2 separate regions of the Sus scrofa genome follow, and region 1 is linked to region 2. Evidence: chromatin contacts called from public Hi-C data. All regions are on one chromosome and are shown on one strand. The core of a region is the stretch at or near the end of the contact, and the rest is flanking DNA. Distances in the headings are between cores, read along the strand shown. Region 1 overlaps ERICH5 (glutamate-rich protein 5). Region 2 holds the start of RIDA (ribonuclease UK114).

Region 1 (4,663 bases), core at 786-3,285, 41 kb before region 2:
ATGTATAATACATGCAGAAAGTATGTATTAATATTATATAAATATAATAAATATTATAATAAAGAAGATATTTATCCCTAAATAAGATTCAGTAAAATATGAAGTTTGTATTTGCTTCCAAGTTTAAACTAGGAATATTTGGAGAACATTTAACCTTAGAGATATTTTCAGCAGGTACATAAATGTGGAGAAGTTTCCAGTACCCTCCCATAGAGATACAGATAATGGTCATATGTTAAGAGATTTTTTAAAAAGTTCACAGGGAGTTCTGTCTGTGGCTCGGCGGTATCCATGAGTTCGATCCCTGGCCTCACTCAGGGACCCAGCATTTCCTTGAGCTGCAGTATAGGTTGCAGATTCTGCTTGGATTTGGATTTGCTGTGGCGCAGGCTGGCAACTACAGCTCTGATTTGAACTTTAGCCTGGGAAATTCCCTATACTGCAGGTGTGGCCCTAAAAACCAAAAAAAAAAAAAAAAAAAAAATCACAGTATCAACCTTAGAACTCCATGCGTTAAAGCTATATGCATCAACTAGCCTGCAGACTGGATTTGTGTTTGGACAATTCTGCCTAATGATTTTCTGTAATTGGCCTAAGAACTGTTATACATAATGCAGTCAGTATTATCCTACAAGCAAAAGAATCATAAATAATGGCTTGTGCTAAATTACCTCTAAGATTTCTTGGAGTTCCTGTTGTGGCTCATTGTGGTAAGAATCTGACTAGTATCCATGAGGATGTGGGTTCAATCCCTGGCCTCACTCAGTAGGTTAAGGAAATGGCATTGCCATGAGCTATGATATAAGTCGCAGATGTGGCTCAGATCTGGTGTGGCTGTGGCTGTGGCTGGCAGCTGAAGCTGTGATTCGACCCCAGCCTGGGAACTTCCATACACCACACTTGTGGCCCTAAAGAAAAAATAAAGAAAAAAAGAGATTTGTTACATCTCTAAAATCCTGTAATGAGGTACTTATTTTCTGGCCCCAGTAAGTCAAATAGCTGCTACTAGTTCGGTAACCATTATACTGAATGGGAATAATCTGTTCTGACTACATGGTGCTCTTTGCTCTGACCCATCAAACACTGAATCCCACTGAGCTGCTTTCTATCACCTCCAAAGATAACCCACTAGGGAAAGAGATGTAGGGGGAAGGGACAGGGACAGAGATGGAGACCGGCCTCTGGTGTAAATAATTATCCAGCGCTATTCAAAGTGCAGAACAAGGCCTGGTGTGTGGTAGTTACACATAGACTTTTACTGAATGCCCTGAAATGTGTGAGGAAAGAGCCTTTTCTTTCCAGAATGACAAGTAGATTGAGTTTGGGATGTCCTGTGTTTGTGGAAGCAAGTTTTACATCTCAGGACAGTTTCTATTCTTTATCTTTTTAGGGCCACACCTGCAGCATAGGGAAGGAAGTTCCTGGACTAGTGGTCAAATCGGAGCTGCAGCTGCCGGCCTCCGCCACAACCACAGCAATGTAGGATCTGAATGCATCTGTGACCTACTCCACAGCTTGTGGCAATGCCAGATCCTTAACCCACTGAGTGAGGCCAGGGATTGAACCCGCATCGTTATGGATACTAGTCGTGTTCTTAACCTGCTGAGCCACAGTGGGAACTCCCAATTTCTGTTCTTTTTAGTGCCCTGAGGAGCTGATGGATCTGAACACCAAAGATTTTTGTTAACCACACAAACATCAAAGGACCCAAAGCTTTCCAGACCTTTGACATCTGAACTTTCCTCCACATGCTGTCAGCCCCCTGCTTATAGGTGAAATTACTGTTCCACTCTCTCCTGAAATAAATGCCATCAGTTTCTGGCAGACTTCTTCCTAAGATTTTATAGCTTAAGCTCCAATGTAGACAAAGTAAACAGATGATAATTATTGACAAATTCATTGCTAGATTAGTGTGTCCCTTTTCTCTGACAGCCATGATCACGTGTTTGTTCTTATCTGGACTCTCACTTGCTGCTCAGAGTCCACACTGCCTCAGTAATAGGATGAAGGTTGAATTTCACAGTTCGGTGAATTGTTCTTTGTACTGTGTAAATACCTTCAGTCTTTACCCAGTATTTTCACACGGTGACGTGTCAGTCCTAAGTAGACAAACACTTCTTTGTAGTTGAAGAACCAACATCATTAACATTAAAATGTTATAGGCTTTTCTTGCATGCAGATATTATATAAATGGGGTTTCTGTCATTCAAGTGTCCAAAGTCTCTGGACTGATTCTTGTATGTCTTTGTGTCACCTCTAGAGCTTGGCGCACAGAGAATGCTCATTAAATCTTTGTGCTAGGCCTGATTATTATATACCAGCTAATTATGATGGAATATAAGAACTGCATACATGATTCAAAAAATTGAAAACATCTGAAAAATACTGGAGTTCCCGTTGTGGCTCAGTGGGTTGAGGACCTGATGTTGTCTCTGTGAGGATACAAGTTCCATCCCTAGCCTTGCTCAGTGGGTTGAAGATCTGGCATTGCCACAAGCTGTGGCATAGGCAGCAGCTGCGGTTCCGATTTGACCCCTAGCCTGGGAACTTCTATATGCCATACCTGTGGCCGTAAAAAAAAAAAAAAAAAAAAAAAAGAGAGAGAGAGAGAAAATACATGTAGTCAGAAGTACATCTCCTACCCCAGTCCCACCATCTATTTAGTTCTAATCGCAGCTATGGGTAAATGTTTTTTAGGGGTTTTTTGGGATGTATTTTTCTGAAGTTTCTTTATACATTACAAATAATATTTCCTTCTCCCATCATTACTCATAAAATATAATGCATTATACCCACTATTCTTCATCTTTTTTTTTTCACCTAAAAACATGCAGGTCTTTCTATAATCTCTCTGTGATACAGAGAACTTCTTTCCTCTTTTCTGTCTTTGCTTAGGAATCCATTGTGTAATTTATTTAACCAGACCCCCAGTGAGAGACATTTGATTGGTTTCTAGTCTTTTCCTTTGCAGACAAGGCTACAATGAATTCCTTTACACATACATCATTATGAAAGCATTCAGGCATAACTGTAGGACCATTTCCCAGAAGTGGCATTACTAGGTCAAAGGGTATGCACATTTGTACTTCTGAGAGATCACTGCCTAAACGCCTTCCATAAAGCTTGTACCAGATCACACACTCATCAACAATTCAGGACATCTTTTTCTAAAACGGAAGGATTTTGACCTTAGTGCAGGAGCAGCAAAACATAGGCATGGAACAGAAATCAGGAGGTAAGGTAGGAGCACCCACTTGGTTCCAGGTACTTTAGCCCATAATTTCCATTCATCTCCATAAAAGCCTTATAAAGCAAACATTCGTTTCACCAAATACAGCAAGAAAACTGCAGTTTAGGGAGGGTAAATAGCTCAGATACTAGTCATGTTCTTAACCTGCTGAACCACAGTGGGAACTCCCAATTTCTGTTCTTTTTAGTGCCCTGAGGAGCTGATGGATCTGAACACCAAAGATTTTTGTTAACCACACAAACGTCAAAGGACCCAAAGCTTTCCAGACCTTTGACATCTGAACTTTCCTCCATATGCTGTCAGCCCCCTGCTTATAGGTGAAATTACTGTTCCACTCTCTCCTGAACTAAATGCCACCAGCTTCTGGCAGACTTCTTCCTAAGATTTTATAGCTTAAGCTCCAATGTGGGCAAAGTAAACAGATGATAATTACTGACAAATTCATTGCCAGATTAGTGTGTCCCTTTTCTCTGACAGCCATGATCACGTGTTTGTTCTTATCTGGACTCTGACTGCAGCCTCAGAGCTGGTAAGTGATGGAGTTGGGGCTTAAGCTCCATGGACGCCTCTGAAGCACCTACTCTTTTCACAAACTCCAGTTCCATCCGGGTTCAGTCCTGTTTCTGCAAGAACTCATCCTGTGGCCTTCCACGTAGGAGAAAAGCCAGTCCATATCTTTTGAGTGGATGGCTGGGTGAGTGGATGGATGGCAGAGATGGGGATGCAGGGGGTGAGAGTACTACTTAGAAAAGCAGAGGGAGGGCAAGAATCAGGACCCACGGAGTAACAGAGATTGCAAGGTAACCTTGGTGCCCATGGACTTGAGGAGACAGTGTTGGGTCGTGAAGCGACCCTCCTAGCCATGCAGAGAAAGCTCAGCACAGTTAAACAAAGCATTATTGTGTTCTGTGAAATCATGCTTCTGTAAGGTCACCACACATCCCAGCTCATGTGTACAGTTTCACGTCTGTTAATGTTTTACAACATTGGGAGTTCCCGTCATAGCGCAGTGGTTAACAAATCTGACTAAGAAACATGAGGTTGTGGGTTCGATCCCTGGCTTTGCTTAGTGGGTTAAGAATCCAGCGTTGCCGTGAGCTGTGGTGTAGGTTGCAGACTCGGCTTGGATCCCATGTTGCTGTGGCTCTGGAGTAGGCTCGTGGCCACAGCTCTGATTCGACCCCTAGCCTGGGAACCTCCATATGCCGCAGGAAGCAGCCCTAGAAAAGGCAAAAAGACAAAAAAAAAAAAAAAAGTTTTATAACATCACGTTTAAAATTGAAACCTCATTCTTGTGAGGGTCACTGAAAGGCTCACCAAAACTGGTTTTCAAAACATCAGCCTTGGCCAGGTGAAGGCACCAACTCCTAACCACCAGGGAATGCCCGTGATTTTTGCTTTTTAAAGGAAAAT
Region 2 (4,715 bases), core at 1,936-4,435:
CATGGATTGGCGAAAAATTCAAAAGCTATAAAAAAGCATATACAGTGAAAAGCTGTCTTCCACCCTCACCCCCCCTTCCCAGTTTCCTTCAGCAGAGATAACATTGTTTTTAGTTTCTTATGCATCTTTCCACAGTCCATGCTCACACCAGCATAAATGTATATATTCTTAGACAGGCACACAGATGGTAGCTTGTTGTGGATGCCTTCCTGCATCTTGGTTTTATCATGTAACAATCCTGGAGATCTTTCCATATTAATTTAGTTGTATGGATCTAGCAGGATTTAACTAGTTCCTTATGGATGGACATTTAGGTTGGACATTGGGATATTTCCAATGACCCAGGGAATGTATTAAATTATAACTTAATTCTATTTATTGGATTAGAATTGTATCTCATTCTTATTTTAAAAAACACACGCATGTAACCTTTGATATTTCTCTCTTTCTAACAAATGTTGACTTTTACTTCTGGTGGTAGTTTTTTTTTTTTGCAGGTCATTGGCCCTGACTAAAAAGTTTCCCAATTCATGTGGAAGTGGAAACATGTTTTCTGATTTCAATAATTCAGGGGTTCCCCTCCCATTTTATTCAAATATAATCGATATAAACATTATTTTAGTTTTAGGTGCATACTGTGATGATTTAATAAAGTAATTACTACAACAGGTTTAGTTAACATCCAAGAGTTCAGGTTTAAAGTCACCTCGGAAAATAAAAAAAAAAGTCTTTTTGCCTTTTCTAGGGCCGCTTCCCATGGCATATGGAGGTTCTCAGGCTAGGGGTCAAATCAGAGCTGTAGCCACCAGCCTACGCCAGAGCCACAGCAACGCGGGATCTGAGCCTCGTCTGCGACCCACACCACAGCTCATGGCAACGCCAGATCCTTTACCCACTGAGAAAGGCCAGGGATCGAACCCGCAACCTCATGGTTCCTAGTCGGATTCATTAACCACTGCGCCATGACGGGAACTCCTAAAAAAAATTTTTTTTGGTTGTTAAATGTTTCACTATGTTTCCAACTTTCTAGTGACATAAAACTGTCTTAAGTCAGTCAGTAAGAAACTTAAAGAGCACTTCTCTGATAATCAGCCAAGTGGATTCTTAACACTCCTCAATATAACAAGCAGAGAAGGGAACTTCAAATGTGGAAAAAGACCCACCTGTTTAGCTTCTTCTACCACTCCTCCTGGCACAAGCTGTCCACTTGCAGGGTCCATGCCTATCTGTCCTGAAATGTAGATGGTCCTGTCGACTAACACAGCTTGACTGCAATAAACAGAAATGCAGTGTGTATACAAAAGATCAATATGAAATACAAAACTCAATGCTAAGAGACTTCTTTGCTAAGGACACAAAAAGCACAAAATGTTAAAATAAAGAAATTTGAAAACTGGACTTCATTAAAAACTTTTGCTTACTGAAAGAGATCTTTAAGAAAAAGAAAATGTGGTTAAGTCGCAGATTGGGAGAAAGTATTTGCAAAACATATCTAACAAAGGATGTGTATTCAGAATATATAAAGAACTCTTATAACTCAATAATATAAAGACGAACCAATAAAAAAACAGGCAAGTGATCTGATCAGACACTTCACAAGAGAAGACATACAAAGGGCTAAGGAGTAATGCAAACCAAAACCACACGGAGATACCATCACACACAATAAGGCCTCACTGATAACAAATATTGCTGAGGATGTGGAGTAACTGGAACCCTCATACTTTGTTGGTAGGAATGCAAAATAGTACAGACACTTTGGAAAATTGTTTGGCAGTTTCTTAAAAATATAAACATACACATAACATACAACCCAGCAATTTCTTTCCTAGGAAACTACCCAAAAGAAATGAAAACATATGTTCAAAGACTTTACATGACTATTCAGAACAGCATTATTCTTGATAGCAAAAATTAAAAACAAAAAAATAAAAAACACTCACTGATACATGCACCTAAAGACTACATACTATTTGATTCTACTTACATAAAATTCTAGAAACAAACAAACAAAAAAAGCAGTAGAAAATAGATTAGTGGCTGCCTGGGAGGTAGGTATGGGGATTGATGAGTGAGAATTTTTTGTAGGGGCTCGGCAGAGGTGTGTGGGGGTGATGTAAATATTCAAAAACTTGACTGTGGTAGCAAATGCATAATTCTATATAGTTACCAAAACTCATGGAACTTTCCATTAAAATGGGTGAATTTTACATGTAACATATGCCTCAATAAAGCTGTAAAACAAAAGAAAGCAATGCCAAAGGCACTCTCAAGAAAATAATTAGACAAGGTTAATCATTGCTGAAGGATCAATTAAAGATCCACCTGTGAGGTTACACGTGCCAAGTACTTTTGGAACTTTTTTTTTTTTTTTTTTTGTAATGAGAATACTAAGTTTCAGAATTAGGATAAAATCACAGGAAAAAGCATAAGTTACACGATACCTGAAAGCTAAACGAACTTTATTTATTTTTGGATAAAGAAAGCCCCACCATTGTTTCTTAATTGTGATAAAAAAGTATTTATCAAACATAAAATGTACCATTTTGAAAACCATTTTTAGGTATACAATTCAATGGCACTGAATACCTTCGTTGTAAAAAGTTTATAAACAAACTTTAATATCAATTTAACTTTGTAAGTAAAGTTTGTTTTACCATTTCACCTTTATTATGAAACAAGATACTCTCATTTCTAATTTTCTAGTTACCTATATTTTGTGTCCTAACATGTTGCAAACTTCATGACGTCTCCCTCTGATTTCCCGACTAAATCTTTTTTCTTCATAATTTTAAATATACAATTGATGATTTTAAATTCGTAGTGGGTCTCCGGGTGCATTGCCCCCTTTCCCAGGTTCAGTTTCCCGGCTCAGTGTGTCCGACGAGGTTGCCCGCAATGACCTCGGAGGACCACCGCAGCTCGGACCGGATTGGCCCAAGCCCCAAGCCAGACCCCACCCGCCCGAGTCCGTCCCGGCTCCACGGCCATCTGTACCTGTAAGGACCAATGGCCGCTGGGGCTTTCACAGTACTGATCACCTTTCTGACCAAAGCCGACATGCTAACGCTTTTCTCTGGAGGCCACTCCTAGACAACAACCTCGTAAAGCGTTCCCACTGGCGTTTCTGGAGACTAATCAGCCGGGGCTGGAGTTCCTGTTTTAAAGCGTCACCCGGGGCTGGGTTCGCTGAGAATTCTGGGAATTGTAGTCTCCGTGCGACTCTGGGCCACGTGGAGGCCACGTCTCACCGGCGCATGCGCCCTCTAGCTCGCTCGCCACGCACGTCGGCGTCGTGACTGCCGCAGAACGTTGTCATTTCTGACCCCGGGCTTGCTGGCTTCCAGCCGCAGAGCATCTGGCAGGTAGGTTTTGAGGGGTTGGAGTCTACCAGGGTCCACGAGGATGGGAGGAGTGTGTGTCAGTCCCTCCACCGGTGCCGGAGCACTGGCTAGGCTCCCCTCCCTCTCTTTCCCCTCACTCGCTGACCTACTCTTCCCCTGTTGCCTTCTTTTCCCCACGGCCCCTCCTTCTGTTACCCGAAAAGTAGCTTCACCTCTTGGTGGGTATCAATCCAGAACCCTCTCTTCCCCCCGCCAAAACAACAAAAAACCCAACTGAGCCAAAGTTTGGGAGAAGGAAGTACTTCTTACTTGCTATGCACCGGCGATTGGAAGAAGAAAGTGCTTCTTACTTGGTGAACACCCGTGATCTTTCCAAAAGCAACCGAGAAATTGGGGAACTTTTAAGCTAACGTATATGTGTATTCATGAAGGGGCTTGAGCAGAGAAGAATTTAGCATAGAATTGGGGCAAAGGGCAGCAGAGTCCAAACTTAGTTGATTGAAACCTCAAGGGTCAGAAAAAAGGTCAGCATCCCTCAGGTTCCAGTTGATCTGATGATTGAGTGTCCAAGGCGGGTTCAAATAATGCAAAACAGATCAAGAAAGTACGTCAGGCTGATCTTTACCGCAGCAGCAGATCTGGGAGTTTACAACTGATTTTTGTTCTTGCTACTTTTCTTGTCTTAGTTTCCCTTAAGATCATGATTACTGCGACATTCAAAGGCAAGCATTGAGGCCAGGCTTAGATCACAAAATGACTTAAGCCAAAAATGGATGGCTTCTCTGATGTCAAGAAAGCCATCCCTGGTTCTCTGTCTCCAGGAACCTCCTACCTCATCTACTTACACTTCCGCTCCTGTGCTGGAGCCACCTGTGTTTGTCGTTTCTCTGGATTGCCCCACGGGGCAGATGCCATCCTAGGGGAGGCCATTGTACCCATCTACCATCCAAAAGGAATAAGGGGTCGTTGAGGAGAGCACGCTGAGACCTGGGCAGTGTTCACCTCCCGCCTCTCCCATGCTCCCTTTTCTGGAATGTTCTTGAGCTTTACTGGGTGTCTGTGTGTTCCCTTTCCATCTCAATAGACACCAGCTGACTGAGATCTGAATTCAAATAGGTTATTGATCTTGGTCCAGCAAATGGCCCCAGAGTTCCTCTCTTGGCAGATACTCAGTCATGCAGTGTCAGAAGCACTGCTGCTTGGCTCAGTGTTTTTTACTGTTAGTATATGCATTATAGGAACATTTCACTCCATTTATGCCTATGCATGTTTGAGCAGGGCACTCTGCTAGGTGCTGGAGGTGGAACAGTGAAAAAAACTGGCAAGATCTTTGTCCTCCTCTGAAATGTAATATAAGAAAATCATCTTTAT

Evidence for each region. Hi-C and Micro-C count contacts between places; a contact is called where the count stands out from the background.
Region 1: a Hi-C map of embryonic fibroblasts shows a contact between it and region 2, with 2.6 times the contacts expected there. A contact is called at or near these places in 1 of 5 promoter capture datasets (liver) and 9 of 47 Hi-C or Micro-C datasets (embryonic fibroblasts, epiblast stem cells, fetal liver and 2 more).

What each region holds. Positions count from the first base shown.
Region 1 is chr4:38,694,208-38,698,870 of Sscrofa11.1, reverse strand. All of the region lies in intron 1 of ERICH5 (glutamate-rich protein 5), which reads left to right. Among named protein-coding and RNA genes, the nearest start is that of ERICH5, 5.6 kb to the left of the region's middle.
Region 2 is chr4:38,654,740-38,659,454 of Sscrofa11.1, reverse strand. RIDA (ribonuclease UK114) reads right to left here and starts at 3,185. Exons shown (of 6, transcript XM_001928953.5): 1 at 2,998-3,185; 2 at 1,164-1,269. The coding sequence starts at 3,062. It overlaps POP1 (ribonucleases P/MRP protein subunit POP1), which reads left to right and starts at 3,251. Exons shown (of 16, transcript XM_003481375.4): 1 at 3,251-3,365.